Linked DNA regions of Mus musculus: regions 1, 3, 4 and 5 are each linked to region 2. The links are chromatin contacts, called in public HiChIP or PLAC-seq and promoter capture Hi-C maps. All regions are on one chromosome and are shown on one strand. Each heading gives the region's core, a stretch centred on a gene start, on an enhancer-like site or on the middle of the called end of the contact. The rest is flanking DNA. Distances are from core to core; before and after follow the strand shown.

The links. Promoter capture Hi-C pulls out the DNA fragments that hold promoters and counts their contacts. HiChIP or PLAC-seq counts read pairs in DNA pulled down with a chosen protein or histone mark.
Region 1: a contact with region 2 is called in a promoter capture Hi-C map of hippocampal neurons, with 3 times the contacts expected there. The contact joins the enhancer-like site here to the promoter of E2f7 in region 2. A contact is called at or near these places in 4 of 39 promoter capture datasets (hippocampal neurons, liver and maxillary cranial neural crest), 4 of 115 datasets of contacts at active chromatin or transcription factors (astrocytes, embryonic basal ganglia, embryonic forebrain and 1 more) and 1 of 9 other capture datasets (pancreatic islet).
Region 3: a contact with region 2 is called in an HNF4G HiChIP or PLAC-seq map of pancreatic cancer cells. The contact joins the enhancer-like site here to the promoter of E2f7 in region 2. A contact is called at or near these places in 1 of 39 promoter capture datasets (neural stem cells), 1 of 15 datasets of contacts at CTCF or cohesin (the NIH/3T3 cell line) and 4 of 115 datasets of contacts at active chromatin or transcription factors (embryonic forebrain, embryonic midbrain, oligodendrocyte precursor cells and 1 more).
Region 4: a promoter capture Hi-C map of hippocampal neurons shows a contact between it and region 2, with 3 times the contacts expected there. The contact joins the enhancer-like site here to the promoter of E2f7 in region 2. A contact is called at or near these places in 2 of 39 promoter capture datasets (hippocampal neurons and liver), 1 of 15 datasets of contacts at CTCF or cohesin (the NIH/3T3 cell line) and 3 of 115 datasets of contacts at active chromatin or transcription factors (embryonic forebrain, embryonic midbrain and neural tube).
Region 5: an H3K4me3 HiChIP or PLAC-seq map of the 230-238 cell line shows a contact between it and region 2, with 4 times the contacts expected there. The contact joins the enhancer-like site here to the promoter of E2f7 in region 2. A contact is called at or near these places in 11 of 39 promoter capture datasets (the 3T3-L1 cell line, 3T3-L1-derived adipocytes, embryonic stem cells and 5 more), 2 of 15 datasets of contacts at CTCF or cohesin (the NIH/3T3 cell line and embryonic stem cells), 4 of 484 Hi-C or Micro-C datasets (CD8 T cells, Th17 cells and muscle stem cells), 18 of 115 datasets of contacts at active chromatin or transcription factors (the 230-238 cell line, CD8 T cells, craniofacial prominence and 9 more) and 3 of 9 other capture datasets (adipose tissue, embryonic stem cells and liver).

Annotation. Positions count from the first base shown.
Region 1 is chr10:110,240,921-110,243,620 of GRCm38.p6, forward strand. It overlaps a transcript of Nav3 not described here. Among named protein-coding and RNA genes, the nearest start is that of Nav3, 240 kb to the left of the region's middle. Within about 2 kb of position 1,296, at least 30 of the 459 cell types and tissues checked have an H3K27ac peak or open chromatin away from gene starts, as enhancers often do. A contact at or near this core is called in hippocampal neurons, where this site is marked.
Region 2 is chr10:110,744,138-110,746,837 of GRCm38.p6, forward strand. E2f7 (E2F transcription factor 7) reads left to right here and starts at 1,302. Exons shown (of 13, transcript NM_178609.5): 1 at 1,302-1,542; 2 at 2,195-2,287. The coding sequence starts at 2,195.
Region 3 is chr10:110,483,576-110,486,355 of GRCm38.p6, forward strand. No RefSeq gene overlaps it. Among named protein-coding and RNA genes, the nearest start is that of 9230102K24Rik, 120 kb to the right of the region's middle. Within about 2 kb of position 1,441, at least 33 of the 459 cell types and tissues checked have an H3K27ac peak or open chromatin away from gene starts, as enhancers often do. A contact at or near this core is called in the NIH/3T3 cell line and pancreatic cancer cells, where this site is marked.
Region 4 is chr10:110,308,464-110,311,163 of GRCm38.p6, forward strand. It overlaps a transcript of Nav3 not described here. Among named protein-coding and RNA genes, the nearest start is that of 9230102K24Rik, 290 kb to the right of the region's middle. Within about 2 kb of position 1,363, at least 11 of the 459 cell types and tissues checked have an H3K27ac peak or open chromatin away from gene starts, as enhancers often do. A contact at or near this core is called in hippocampal neurons, where this site is marked.
Region 5 is chr10:111,101,041-111,103,740 of GRCm38.p6, forward strand. No RefSeq gene overlaps it. Among named protein-coding and RNA genes, the nearest start is that of Gm29916, 19 kb to the left of the region's middle. Within about 2 kb of position 1,396, at least 141 of the 459 cell types and tissues checked have an H3K27ac peak or open chromatin away from gene starts, as enhancers often do. A contact at or near this core is called in the 230-238 cell line, Th17 cells, adipose tissue and 3 more, where this site is marked.

The sequences.
Region 1 (2,700 bases), core at 46-2,545, 500 kb before region 2:
ATTTAAATGCTGAAGTCATCATGAGGAAGGTATTTGCATACTTCAGATCTACTGGGAATTATCTGCGATTCACAATGTAGCTTCAAAATATGTGTTCTATTTTAAAGTTCTATTTCAGAATTGAAATAAACTATATTCTGAGGTGTATAATTTCATGGGCCTTCTAAGAACTATATTCAATTTGAGATCTGAAACAGAAAGCAAAATGAGCTTTTACCTAAGCTAATCCTTGCATCCAATGTTGGCTACCTGTTGGGTAATGAGGGTGATCTGTCATAAATAGAAACTTAGAGAGGTTCCCTGACCAATGATACAGTTTCACTCAGCCGTACTGCTCAGTTTAGGGCCTTGGTGTTTTATTGGTCAAATACAGGTATATAGTTTCTTACAAGTATCAGAGAAGGACCATGCAGGATATGGAGAATAAAGATGGACCTATTCTTTCTGAAAGTTTTCAGCTGATGGGAAAAATTTAGTAACTATTTTAATACATCTCAAAGTTAATCATGGTAACTTGAATGAAAAAAGCCCCCATAGGTACATATTTTTGAATACTGGTTCCCAGTTAGTGAAACTGTTCAGAAATGATAAGAAGTGGCTTTGTTTGGGGAAGTGTGTAAATGGGTCAAGTTTTGAGGCTCCAGATGACTGGTGTCATTCCCACTGTGCCCTCTGTATTTGGGGATCAATATGTAAGATCCACTATTCCTTCCTCCACACCTCTGCTCCACCTCCATGGACTCTAGTCCTCTGATACCATAAGCCCAACTAAGTGCTTTCTTTTATAAATTATCTTGGCCATAGTGGGTTTATTTTCAAAGCAAAGCAACTAAGACATCAATCATACCCTCTTGACTATAAACAAATCAACCTAGAAAGGAGGCTTAAATATGGGGAGGAATTGCAAGTACCAAAGGGAGAAAGTAATAAGGTGTACTCAGGGTTTTTTTTTTTTTTCAACCAAAGAAGTTATACTACCCAGCAGAGTGATTTCAAGGGATTAGATTCAGCAAATTGCCAGCAAGAGTTTCTGATTTAATCCAGAGTTCAGTTAAATACTACAGAAATCCTACCATGCGGTGTCTTCTTTCAGTCTTACATAATCTAAAAATAAGATTTACAGCAATTAAAGGCAAAAGGAGGCAATGATAAATGCTATACATAGCCCCTCCCTAAAAAGAGCACTGGGTTGTCGATAGTTCTTCTGGATTGTGAAAACATGACTTGAGTCACACCCCTTCACTCCCTGCCAAATCAGACCATGAAATGAACACATTGATGGTGATGTTGATTTGCATCTGGCTATTGTCAGTCTCACAGACCTAGCTGTTGACATCACTCAGCTGTGGATAGGACTGACTGATCAGTCACCTAGCAAACACAAAGGCAGAAGTCAGACTTTAACCTCAGCCAGCAACCACACAAAATGTCCATGTCCACAACACAACATCAGTGAGCAGACCCTCATCGGGGTAGCCCCTGGCTACTGTTAACATCATAACCGGAATTCACTTCGCAGAAAGCAGCTAAGAAAGCCAGTCCTGTCAGCTGCTATGCAAAGTAACAGAAGCCAAATTCTGTGATTTGGAAATAACTGGCTTAGCTTTCCAGCCAAGAGATGTCTTAGGTGGCAAATGTGGAAGAGAGAAGATATTATTTATTGAACATTCATATACAAGAGCGCCAGAAGGGAAAATGATGTCTGAAATTAAAGAGCAAATCAATAAAAATTCACTACAGTCTACTTCAAGTAAGTATCTCCGGGGATTATTTCCTGATTCTGTGAGAGCAGAAGTGTATCACTGTTAGGCTGCAATTAATAGTTCAACTCCTACACTTCCTGTTAATTCAGTGGAAGGCAAAGGGTTTCTATCACATTTTTAAAAGTCACAATACAACATCTGATGTTGCTTTTAGCCATGCAAATAGCATGATCCCACTTAACTTCATACACTGCATATTTTAATACAGACTTACAATCGTCATTAATATATAGAAACATATTTTAATATATATTCATAATTGCCCTCCGTATATCACTATTCTCAAATGTTAAATATGTTTTGACAAAAACACTCTATTCAAGCACCATGATAGTTGCCTAAAACTTCCAATATATTCTGAAAGACAAAAATAAAACATGAAGAATAATACATGTATCAGATTATGTGGAATAGTTAATTTTTAATAAACTGCTATTTTAGATTTAAAAATTCATAACCCAGGGGCTTATTTTTGCTAAGATCTACTAGAGTCTGCCTTTAGTAAGGAAAAGGCTTTCAGAACAGGAATAGATATCTGTTCCCTGATGGGGTGGATATTTGTCCCATGTCAAGAAATTTAATGCTTCTTTAATAACATCACATATGTTAATATTAGATGACCTCACGTTTCACACCAAGTACAGTGGCATTAAATCCATTGTGAAAACTACCATGAAAATGTGCGACACATATCCATGCAGGATGTCCCTTCCTCCTTTGTGAGCAACTGTGTTTCTTTGTAATAGTATCTCACAGTTGCACATTTTACTTTCTTTTTTTTAAATTTTTTATTAGGTATTTTCATCATTTACATTTCAAATGCTAGCCTAAAAGTCCCCCAGACCCTCCCCGCTCCCCCGCTCCCCTACCCAACCATTTCCACTTCTTGGCCCTGGCATTCCCCTGTACTGAGGCATATAAAGTTTGCAAGACCAAG
Region 2 (2,700 bases), core at 52-2,551:
GTTCATGCGGATTGTTTTACATGCGTTCTGGTCTTTTCTAAGGTATAGTCCGGTAGCCATTTTCAGGCTGAATGTACCAGCAGACTGGAGTAAAAACCGAAGGACTTGAGTAAATATTTTGAATTCTTCTGATGGCTCATTGTACATTTTTGAGAGCTGAGAGGTGAAGGGTGGGGCCTTTGCACGGAACGGCTAAGACGGGGTAATGAGAATGATAGTTTTGCGTTGAAGTGGGGAAATACTCGTGGGCATGTGTTAAAGAGGCCGTTATAAATCCCAGCTGAGGGCACCCTACAAAATAACAGTACTCGGGGAAAATCTGGGGATCAACCCAAGAAACTGAACCAGGAGCTTAGGAGAGATGAACAAAAGCGATGTCCTCCAACAGGAAATAAAAAAGCATTTGGTAAAAAGAAAACCTGAATAAATAGTGACTTAAACAAGTGCTTTGTACTTACATAAGTGGCTGAAACTGGGTACTAGATGTGAGTGAACTCTTTTAAAGTATCTTTTCAGTTTTTTGTGCAAATCCAAAACGGTTCTAAACAAGAGTTTCTCAAGAGGGGCCTAAAATAGCAGTCTTTCCTTAGGTTCATATTTTAAATAAGAATCCGAAGGAAGTGAAAGGTCTAATAGAAATCAGTAATATTCCAGAGATATTCTTGACTGTTCCCCCATCCCCCAAGCTAGTCCTTACTAGAAACTGTCTAATAACACATTCTCGACCATCTCTAATGCTCTGGAGAGGGAACACCAGGAAACCTTTTGCAAAACCCCCTTTGGTGCGGCTGCCGGGGTTGTTCCCAGGGCTAACGGGCGTGCCATCTGCTCGCAGCCCAGGTGCTAACCAGGGTTCACGTGTCACCTGGCGGCGCCGGGTGCTAGGGAGCCGCCCTGGCAGGTCCCGGCAACTCGGCTCCCGCAGGTTGCTGGGGGCAGGGCGGCGTCCGCAGCATCCCGCGCGTGCGGATCGTTTCCCCGGCTCCATCTGCTGCGCTGGGGGCCGGCGTGGGTCGGTCCCCCACAACAAAAGGGCGCCCCGCGGAGAGCGCGCCGGCCCGCGCCGCCCCGCCCCGGCTTCCCGCGTCCGCGCCCGCGTCCCCGCGGGAAACGCTCCCGCGTCACCGCCTCCAGGTACCCGGAAGGGGGAGGGGGCGAGGCGACAACAATCCGGCGGGCGGGCGAAGGGGAGGAAAGGCGCGGCGCCGAGCGCCAAGACAGCGAGGGGCGGGGCTTCGGGCCGTGCCGCCGCGCCATTGGTCGGCACCGCCCCGCCGGCCGCCGCGCATTGGTGAATGCTCAAATTCAGTCTCAAGGCGCCAGAGGAGGTGTTTTAGCGGGGACCGCGATCCAGGGCTGGAGCTTGGCTTAGGCGGGTAGGAGACGCTGTCGCTACGCGGACACCGCGGGTGGAGCGGAGGATCTGCGAGCCTTGCCCTGCCCTGCCCATGTCGCCAGCCGGCCGCTGAGATCTACACGCTCTGCCCGCTCACGCGTGCGGCTGCGGACGTCCCCGGAGAGACCCTCCATCGCGCAGCGACAGTAAGGAAGCGTGCGGCCCCCTCGGATGGGGAGGCGGGAATGCGGAGACGGGTTACCCGCCGCCCTGGATGCCGTCCCACAGGCCCCGGGTCCGAGTGCCCCCTGGGGTTGTGCTGGCTGCAGCGCTAGGTGAAGGAGGCTGGTCCCCACTACCACCTACCCCCACGATTTAGGGGTCCCCTGGGAAGAGTTTCACTTGGGGTGTGCTTAGATGCCTAGGGAGGGGCTGAGCGCTTCCCGCATGGGTTGGTCTCTAGATCAGGTTTCAGTCTACCCCCTAGATCAAACCCACTCAAAGTTGAATTCCTCCCGGTTCTTTGCGCCAAAATTAACTGACCTGGGAGACCCTGTAACTTTCTTGGCATTTGCCTAACACCTTCCTTCCTTGGTAACTATTTTGCCTGTTGCTTTTCATAAAGGATTGCAGTTTTGTTCAGTTTTTTCGTCTTCCCAGATTTCCAGTGATTCCTAAGTATATTTTAAGTGTTTGTCCGTGTGAGTTTTAATGAGGAATGGAGGGTGTCTTCATTCTTGGAAAATTCCAGGAATGCTGTAGGAAGGGAAAGTTGATGTTCACAAGTGGCATTTTGTCGTTGTTGTTGTAGGGGGAAATAAATGTAAAATCATTTTCTGATATAGTTGTGTGTTCCAGATGGAGGTGAATTGTTTAACACTAAAAGACTTGATCAGCCCCAGGCAGACCAGACTAGATTTTGCCATTGAAGATGCAGAGAACGCACAAAAGGTAAGCACAAATAAATACTTTATAGTCTCCAGCATGTTTTGGATGGTGATGCCTAGCTTTCGTCTCGTATACAGCATAATTGTGATGGCCGTTATAGAGGAGTTTTTAGAGAATGGGGCCATTGCGACCTTTGTTTCGGCTCCTCTTAAGTCATTAGTGTTGGAACCAGCTTCTGAAGCCAAAGGTGCATTCTGGATGCAGTGATCAGAAGTTTGTGATGCCTAGAGATCCCAAGGGCAGTTGAATTAATGTTGGAAGAAATTAGAAAGCGTTAATTCCCTGGAACAGGATTTTGTTGTTGTAAATACTGGATTTAATGTCCGAATGCTGAGAAACACCACCTTCCTCCTAATGGACCAACTACAGAGATGTCTCCCAAGAGTTACAGCCTTGCCTCCTAGACAGGGGTCAAT
Region 3 (2,780 bases), core at 191-2,690, 260 kb before region 2:
GATTCAACCATGGCACCATCCACAGTAGCTCGGATGCGATTTTGAGTTGAGTCGGGGCTTCACGTAGCATTGAAGAAACTTTAGCAGAATCTTTAGCCCTCTTACTAGGTGTTAGTAGCACCCCTCCCTAGCTCGGCACCACAAAAAATGTCTCCAAGCGTTGCTAAATACCTCTTGAGAAGGAGGGTGGGAAAGAGGGAGGCAAAAATTGTCTCCAGTTGGCAGCCCGTGAGATCATTCCATCTTTATGTTAGTGTATGAATAATGTTTCAAAATAGTAGTTCTCAACCTTCCTAGCACTGCGACCTTTTAATACAGTTCCTCGGGTTGTGGTGACCCCCAACCATAAAATCATTTTTGTTGCTCTTTCATGACTGTAATTTTGCTACTGTTATGAATCATGATGTAAAAAAAAAAAAAAATCTGTGTTTTCTGATGCTTCTAGGTGACCTCTGTGAAAGAGCCATTCGGCCACCAAAAGGCCACCAAAAGGGCCAAGATCCATAAGTTGAGAATCCCTGCTCTTGATACTAGCCAAAAATCCCTCTTGGTCTTTCCTGGGTTCTGGTGTTCAGAGGCTCCACACCTTGTGGCTGTACAACTTTAGTTCCTGCCTTCGGCTTCAAAAATGCTTTCTTGTCTGTGTGTTCCCCTATATCCATGCTGTTAGATTTAGGGGACATGGAGGAATCCAGGATGATCTCAGCTCACAGGTCTCACAGGTTATATAGATGGAGGTAATATTTCGAGGGTGGTTAACATTTAACTCACCACATAGATTACATGCACCATAATTGTTTTTTTTTTAAGAATTCAAAGCAATTTCTGCATAATCTATCAATCTATCATCTCCTTAATTTTGTAAATGCTCTAGAAAACAAGAAGGAATAACAGGATAACAATGCACAAACAGAGTTAAAGACAAATTGGCAATGTGTTTCGGTCATCAAAATGATCTTCTAGTTTATGTTCAGGTTTCCCACGTTGAGATCTCACCAGTCAATCCCTTCATGGTTAAGGGACAATAAAGGTGACAGTAAGTTCTTGTGAGAAACTAAAAAGCAAAAGATAACATAATTGGGCTTTTTTTCAAATCATTTCATCAAAATAAAGCCAGCTCTCTAAGATCAGCAGGACTTTAAGGAACCTAGCAAAAGAAACCAATCAGGGAATAGCATGAGATGATTAAATAAAGTATAAATATTTGCCTCTTAATGTGGAAGTTTCCTCTAATGTCCATTTCTTCGAGCGATACATCCTCATTTTAAATGAGCTGTGGTTATGCAGCCACGAACAGAACACAAACAGACCTTGCCTTCAGAAAGCAGAGTACTCGTCACACTCCTGTCTACGAAAACTGATCCCCAGAGAGACTGCGAGACCATGCTACCCCAAGAGGGCTTAGTCACAAAGGAATGGTCTGCTGATTTCCCAAAACGCTGCGTTTACTTTTTTGATACCTCTGCAATTCATTCTAAGCGCTGTTGACATTTTAACCAGAGAATCCAGTAAGTGATGAATCACCAGCAGACAGCAAATGACTCAGTTATAGAATTACAACCCTCATTTGTACAAAACAAAAGCCTTCTTTAATGTAAAGCATCATGACTGAACCTCTCTTCTGATTTCTCTCATAGGAGCCTCTCTCTTCCTTCCCCTAACTGTGAGCATGCCCAGTCACTCATTTTCCTACCCTTTTTACAACTGGAAGTTATAATTCAGCAGTTTTAGCCTGTTACATTCCCTATTGTATGTGCAGTGTTTTATGTGGTTATTTCCATTTATTAAAAAGTCATAAATTCATGTATTTTTAATATTTTCTTAAATAGAAAGCAGGGAGAGGGAGTGCCAAGTGACTTTCATTCCTGGCCCAGTCTCTGTCGCAGTGCAGACAGCCAATAATTTTAAGTGTGCCTTTTCAGAAATATTTATGCATATTCATAAGCACGAATCATTCTTATTTAATCACAGAACTGCCACACTTTTAAGGCACAGTCTACTAGAAACTTAATCCCAATTCTTCTGAGATTTCAAGTCTTTCGTCTCGGTTGGCGCCATCCCACAGCTTAAAAAGCCTTAGCATCTTTTCAAAGCATTTTTCCTATTTTTGAAAATCATTTTCCCCACAGATAATGTGTCCCGATTTCTGCTTCCCCTCCCTCTACTCTTCCTAATTCTCATCGCAACCCCTCCCAACCAGATCCACCCCCTTTCTGACTCTCATTAGAAAACAAATAGGCTTCTAATGGGTAATGATACAATATAACATAAAGATAAGTAAAACAAAAACTATTACAACAGTATAGGACAAAAACAAACAGTAGAAAAAGAGTCCAAGAATAGGCACAAGAAACAGGTATAGACAAAGACCCACTGGCTCACGTGCTCAGGAATCTCATAAAAACACTTAAGTGGAAGGGGAGGGATTTGATGGAATTACATCTCCGCACACCCTTAGAGATGAATGTTCTAAGGTCTCTCACTCTCTGCATAATGTCTGTGTGTGAATCTGATGTGTTTTTTCCCCCATTTGCTGCAGGGGGAAGCTTCTCTGATGATGACTGAGCAAGGCACTGATCTATGTGAATACAGAATGTTACTCGGAGTGATTTTATGTACCAGACATGATGGTGCACTCCTTTAATCCCAGCTCTGTGAGTTCTAGGCCAGCTTGGTCTACAGAATAAGTTCCAGACCAACCAGAGCTGCATACTGAGACCCTGTCTCAAACGGGGACAAAAAAGTAATTTTATTGCTTTTATGGTTTTGGTGTGTGGTGG
Region 4 (2,700 bases), core at 113-2,612, 440 kb before region 2:
ATCATTTGCTTGTATATTATGGGTTCTGATTTTGTGTTTTGTGAGTCCTGTTTATGTATGTGTGTGTGTTTATGGTTTTGTTTGTTCATTTATTTGTTTGTTCTTCTGGTTTTGATTGGTTGGTTAGTTCGCGTGTTTGTTTCTTTGTTTTCTAAAGAGAAAGAAAGAAAGGATGTGGAGTTGGGCAGATGGAGAGGCAGGAAGGATCTGAGAGGAAGTGAAGAAGGAGAAAACTTGATCAGAATATACTATATTCTAACTGTACTCTGTGGCTTTTGTTAAGCCAACAGTAAGTTGGGAGGGAGACTTTGGGGAGAGTTGAACGGAATAAATATGATCAGTTATATTCTCTATATACATGAAATTCTCAAAACATAAAAAGTTTTAATAGGTTAGGTTGAAGATTCAGACTGAGTAATAATCTAAATGTTAGCATGCATAGAAATGTAAGATGTAAGTGAAAAGTATGTAATTATATCATAATCTCAAAAAAAAAAGAAAACTTGAAGGTAAAAGGAGCTAGAAAGATGGCTTAGTAAATCAAAGCAATGAGTACTCTTCCAGATGACCTGGGTTCAAGTCCCAGTGCCCATATGGTTCAGAAGTCCCATATTTTCTTCTGGATTCCATAGGCACCAAATATATACATGTTACACCAACATGAATCCAGACAAAACACTCACACATAAAATACTTAAACAGCAAATTTTAAACTAAAATGGGAAGAGTAGATATGGCCATAGAGACAAGAGTGAGATAATGGTGTAGCAGAAGATTGCAGTGTGGTGTAGACTAGAACACCTACAGACCAGGCTATCACAGATTGAAACACAGAGGCTCTAAGAATGCTAAGCTATTTTTTTCCAAGTAATTCACAATGCACAAAAAATATCAGCAAATAGTTTCTTTAAATGAGACACCAAACCACATACATCTAAGGTGTTTGTCATTTGTTAGCCCTTTCCCCATATTCCTCCAAACCAGTTCTAAGTCACCAAACATTATTTTTTATCATTCTTTTTCTTTTAGTTTTCAGAGCTCCTAAAAATGAAGTTAAAAAAATCAGCGCTCCAAAAATAGTAAATTCAGGCTTACATCATGTACCTCCGTGGCCATGTTTATTCTCAGAATGAAGCTGCACACTGTAATTCTGCATAATTGAGAACTACGGCCAAACAGACATCTACACATTTTTTGAGTAATGCTTTTTTTCTGGGGCTGGGGTGGGGGTGGAGAAGGGTCTTGCATGATAAAATGAATGAAAGATGGAAGAGATCAGGATTCTTTGCCATTTTAAAATAAGGCGTTCATCTAGAGTGGTCCTTTGCCATATGGGACCACCTGGCTCCTTGGAACAAATCCTGTCACCATGACAACAGAGCTCTAACTTTCCCTAACATCTTCAGGATTCTTATGACACACACTTTCCTGCAACCTATTTTTTTTTACTCCCTCAAATTAAATTATTGAACTACTCCTCACAATAAGCTAGTGTTATACCCAATAATGATTGGTCTTTATGAATTAACTACAGAAATACCTGACACATAGAAGAAATATTCCACAAAACTTCCATGATAGAATCAAAACAGCAGGGAGAATTTTAGAAATTCTGGGAAATTCTGACAATATGCCAGCAATCTACATGGGGAGGCAAAAATGACAGTGCTACAGAACACCTTATAATGTATATTGAATATTGTTTTAAATCAACCTATTTGTATCATGTATCAATACAATAACACATATCCTATATAGCACATATTGTAAAATATAATAATAAATCCTAAAAACTGGTAGGAGGTGGGAATCATTTCTCCTAAGTTAGAAATGAGGAAATGCCGAGTTGGGAAACTGGGACAATTCAAGATTTGTAATATGGTTGACCTTGAAGGTCTTCTCTAGAATCGTGGATTTCAGAGAACAAGTAAATCAGGAACTGGAGAGAGAGCTCAGTGGTAAAGCGCTTTCCTGGCACATGTGATGACCTTAGATCAATCCTCAGAACTACAAAGATCAATAAAGGAAAGAAGGAAGGAGAGAAGGATGGGTGATGGAAAGGAAGAAGAGTTACAACAAAGAGTATGAAAAGAACCTGCTGGCTCACTCCTCTTTCAACAAGCACCAAATTCCAATGACTCTACTGTGTACGTTTTTTTCAGGAAGTCACTATGTACATAAATTCTGGGCTGAACACATATGCACCCAGAAATACACCTATGTATGGGCACACATACACACATGCACACACATGCTCATGCACACACATACATTACATGCACACACATACATACACATGCACACACATACACACATACATGCACAATGGTACTGTTTAGAAATACGAATGTTTTTCATCTCTGGAGATAAGCAACTATTGCAGTGAAGGGCAAGAGTTTTATGACTAGATCATGCTTGTTTATTTGTCCCTATTCACGTTCATGGTTTTATTTGTTTGTTTGTTTTAACTTTTCTAGATGTCTCATTCTCCATCTTAAAATGTTCAGGCATTTGGTCTTCTGAATGTGTCTGCTCGTTAACACACTTTCAGAAATCTCAAAGAATAATTAACCGGTATAGGAACTCTAACTATCTCATATACATTTTTAATTTGGCATTCGGTGAACAGTAAAATTATAGCCCCTCCAGTTGTGACATGCAATACCTATATAAGTTTAATGAAAAAAAACCCATATCACA
Region 5 (2,700 bases), core at 146-2,645, 360 kb after region 2:
ACAGAGAACAGCAAGCAACATTTAATCTAACACTGCTGGGTCTCGCTAAGGGATACATTAAAAAAAAAAATAGGCAAGTTGCTTATAGAAAGAGAACCCCTGAAGGAGAGGGGTAATGCAGAACTACACAAATTACATAGAACAACCTTCTCCCTCTTTCCCTTCTCCCCTCCTTCCTTTTTCTCTCCCCCTCCTTTCTCTTTCTCTCCTTCCTCTTCCCCTTCCCCCCTTTTTTCTCCTCTTTCTCCTCCTATTCTTCTCACTCCTCCCCTCCTCCCTCTCCTCCTCCTTTGCCTCCCACCTGCTCTCCTTCCTCCTCCTCCTTCTCCTCCCCCTTTTCCTCTCCTTCTCTTTTGCTCTCCCAAACTTTATTAATGGAAAAAACAGTGTTGGCCAAGCTATGAAGCACAATCAGTTTTCTGGAATCCCACTTGCAAACACCTGACACTTGGTTTCCAAATGCTCACACAGGAAGCGCACAAGGTTCCGGGTTGGGCTAAACAGGTAAGAAGTTGCAATCCTGATGCTCGCGTGTTCCGGCTTTGCCCAGTCTGTAATCTGTCCTTGAATAGTAATCTTTGCCCAGTAGCTACTATGCCCTCACTCGTTTTGTCTGTTAGCTTGCTGAACTCTTCTTCCCTATGTAGAATTTGAGCCGCCTGGCCAAGAACTGCATTTCTTATGTCAAAACTAGGAATTTGTTTAAAGCAACAGCATGCTCTCTTTTGTATGAGTTGCCTTAGCAGCTATGGCTTGTACTACAGTCTCCTAAAGGAACTGTGGGTTGTCTTAAGCATTCCCAAGCAGCCATGATGAGTTTGAATCTGAAGGAGGCCAGCCACAGCCATTAAATTAACCCTAACGCTGGAATTATTTACATCCATGTTGACCAATGTCCATCTTGAGTTGCAGTTTAAGTAATTTTTGACTTATCAGATTCTAACAATATGTAAAGTTTGAGGTGTCTGTGAGCAGGGCCTCTCTTCTGCTCTGTGAGCTCACCTTGGGGAACTAGGGTCTCAGATAACTCAGAAAACCACAGCGGTTGGAGCCAGTGGCTTTCAGGTTCTCTTCTCACGAACTGGAAGAATGAATTCCATGACTCACAGAGGGTGAGTTTTAGTAAGAACGGTTCTATTGCAGAAAACTCAAAAAGGAAAAAGTCAGGGTCCCCATGCCACTGGGTTCCCAGAAAGTGGGATTCCAGTGAGTCTCCCAATGAGACCTCACTGGATGGAGGCCTGGAGCTGGGGTGAGCCGATCAAGCCCGCTCCCATTCCTGGTCTCAGCCCTGACATCATATTTGGTTTCTGGGAAAAGGGTTCCTTTAGGCCAAGGGAGATAAGGCAAAACTGCTTCTATTTCCTGGCACCCGTGGCCTCTGGCCAGGACAGAACCGAAAGCACTTAGGCTTAAATATCTCTGGCATCTTTGGCCTCCAGCGAGGAGGATGCAGCTGGTGGGACCCAGAGTATTTCCTGCTTTAGCAGAGGGGAATCTGTGCGTGTTTGGAGCCGATTAATCCTGCATTGATGCGGTAGTTTCCATGTGTGGTTCTTGTTACCAAGTTTGTTTTCCAACAGTGTTTCTTTATCCAAGACTAAGCGTAAAACCAAGCCACCAATCAGCAGCTTCTTGCGCATTCCGAATCTTGAAAGGAAAGCGAACGCCTCCGAGACACTTTTCAAAGAACTTGGACCAGTCACTGCTGTGGATGTTTCTTAAATCACCTATGCCTTCAATCTTATGAGCGTCAGACTTTCTGGTCTTCAAGACAGACAATCAAGTTTCTAAATTCTGTTTCATCTTTGCAGGTGAAGCAGACAGGATTCTGGCAGCGGAATCAAAAGCTTGCTTCATTCAGAACGTGCCCCCCCCCGCCCCCCCCCCGCCCCCCCGTCTCTCAGGTTGCTGCCCCGCCCCCAGCCCCACCCAGGTGTAGTAGCCGCAAGCTGAGGGATAATATAGATAATATTGATTCTCTGATCCTTTATAGTCGTGCTTTTGTTTTGATCCATGAACTGACCGGATGTAGACTGGCCCCCTCCGCTCCTCATACTCAAATCCATGTAAGAAAGGGGAGGCTTGTAGGTGTCAGAAATGGAAAGACTCAAATTCAGAGTAGCGAGTGAGTAGTGCCAAAGCTGGGGGTGTCACGGTCACAGAGCACCCAGGATTGGCTATTGTCAAGCGGCATGGCGTGAGTCATCAGACTTCACGTCCGTCCGTCCGACCGTGAGGCAGCAACCGCAGAGAATAAGCAGCTGACTTAGCTAAGAGAAGTGCTCCGTTAGCTTCCTGAACATGAGCAAGAAGTCTGTGCTGGTCAGTATTGCGTTAGCTTGACACAGCTAGGGCAATCTGGGAAGAGAGAAAAATGCCTCCATCTGATTGGCCGGTGAGCAAGTCTGTGGGGGAGCATTCTCTTCACCAATGATCCATGTGGAATAGTCCAGACCACTCCTGGGTTGATAGTTCTGGGATGAATAAAAATAAATAAATAAGCTCAGCAACCAGGAGCAAGTTTCTAAACTGCGTTCCTCCATTACCTCTGAGTCCTGCCTGGATTTCCCTTCCTGGTGGATTATAACTTGGGTTAACCCTTTCCTCTCCCAGGTTACTCTTGGCCGTGATATTTATCACAGCAATAGAGAGCAAACGAGGAGCCTCTGGTGGGAGCCTCGGGTTTGAGAGTTCAGT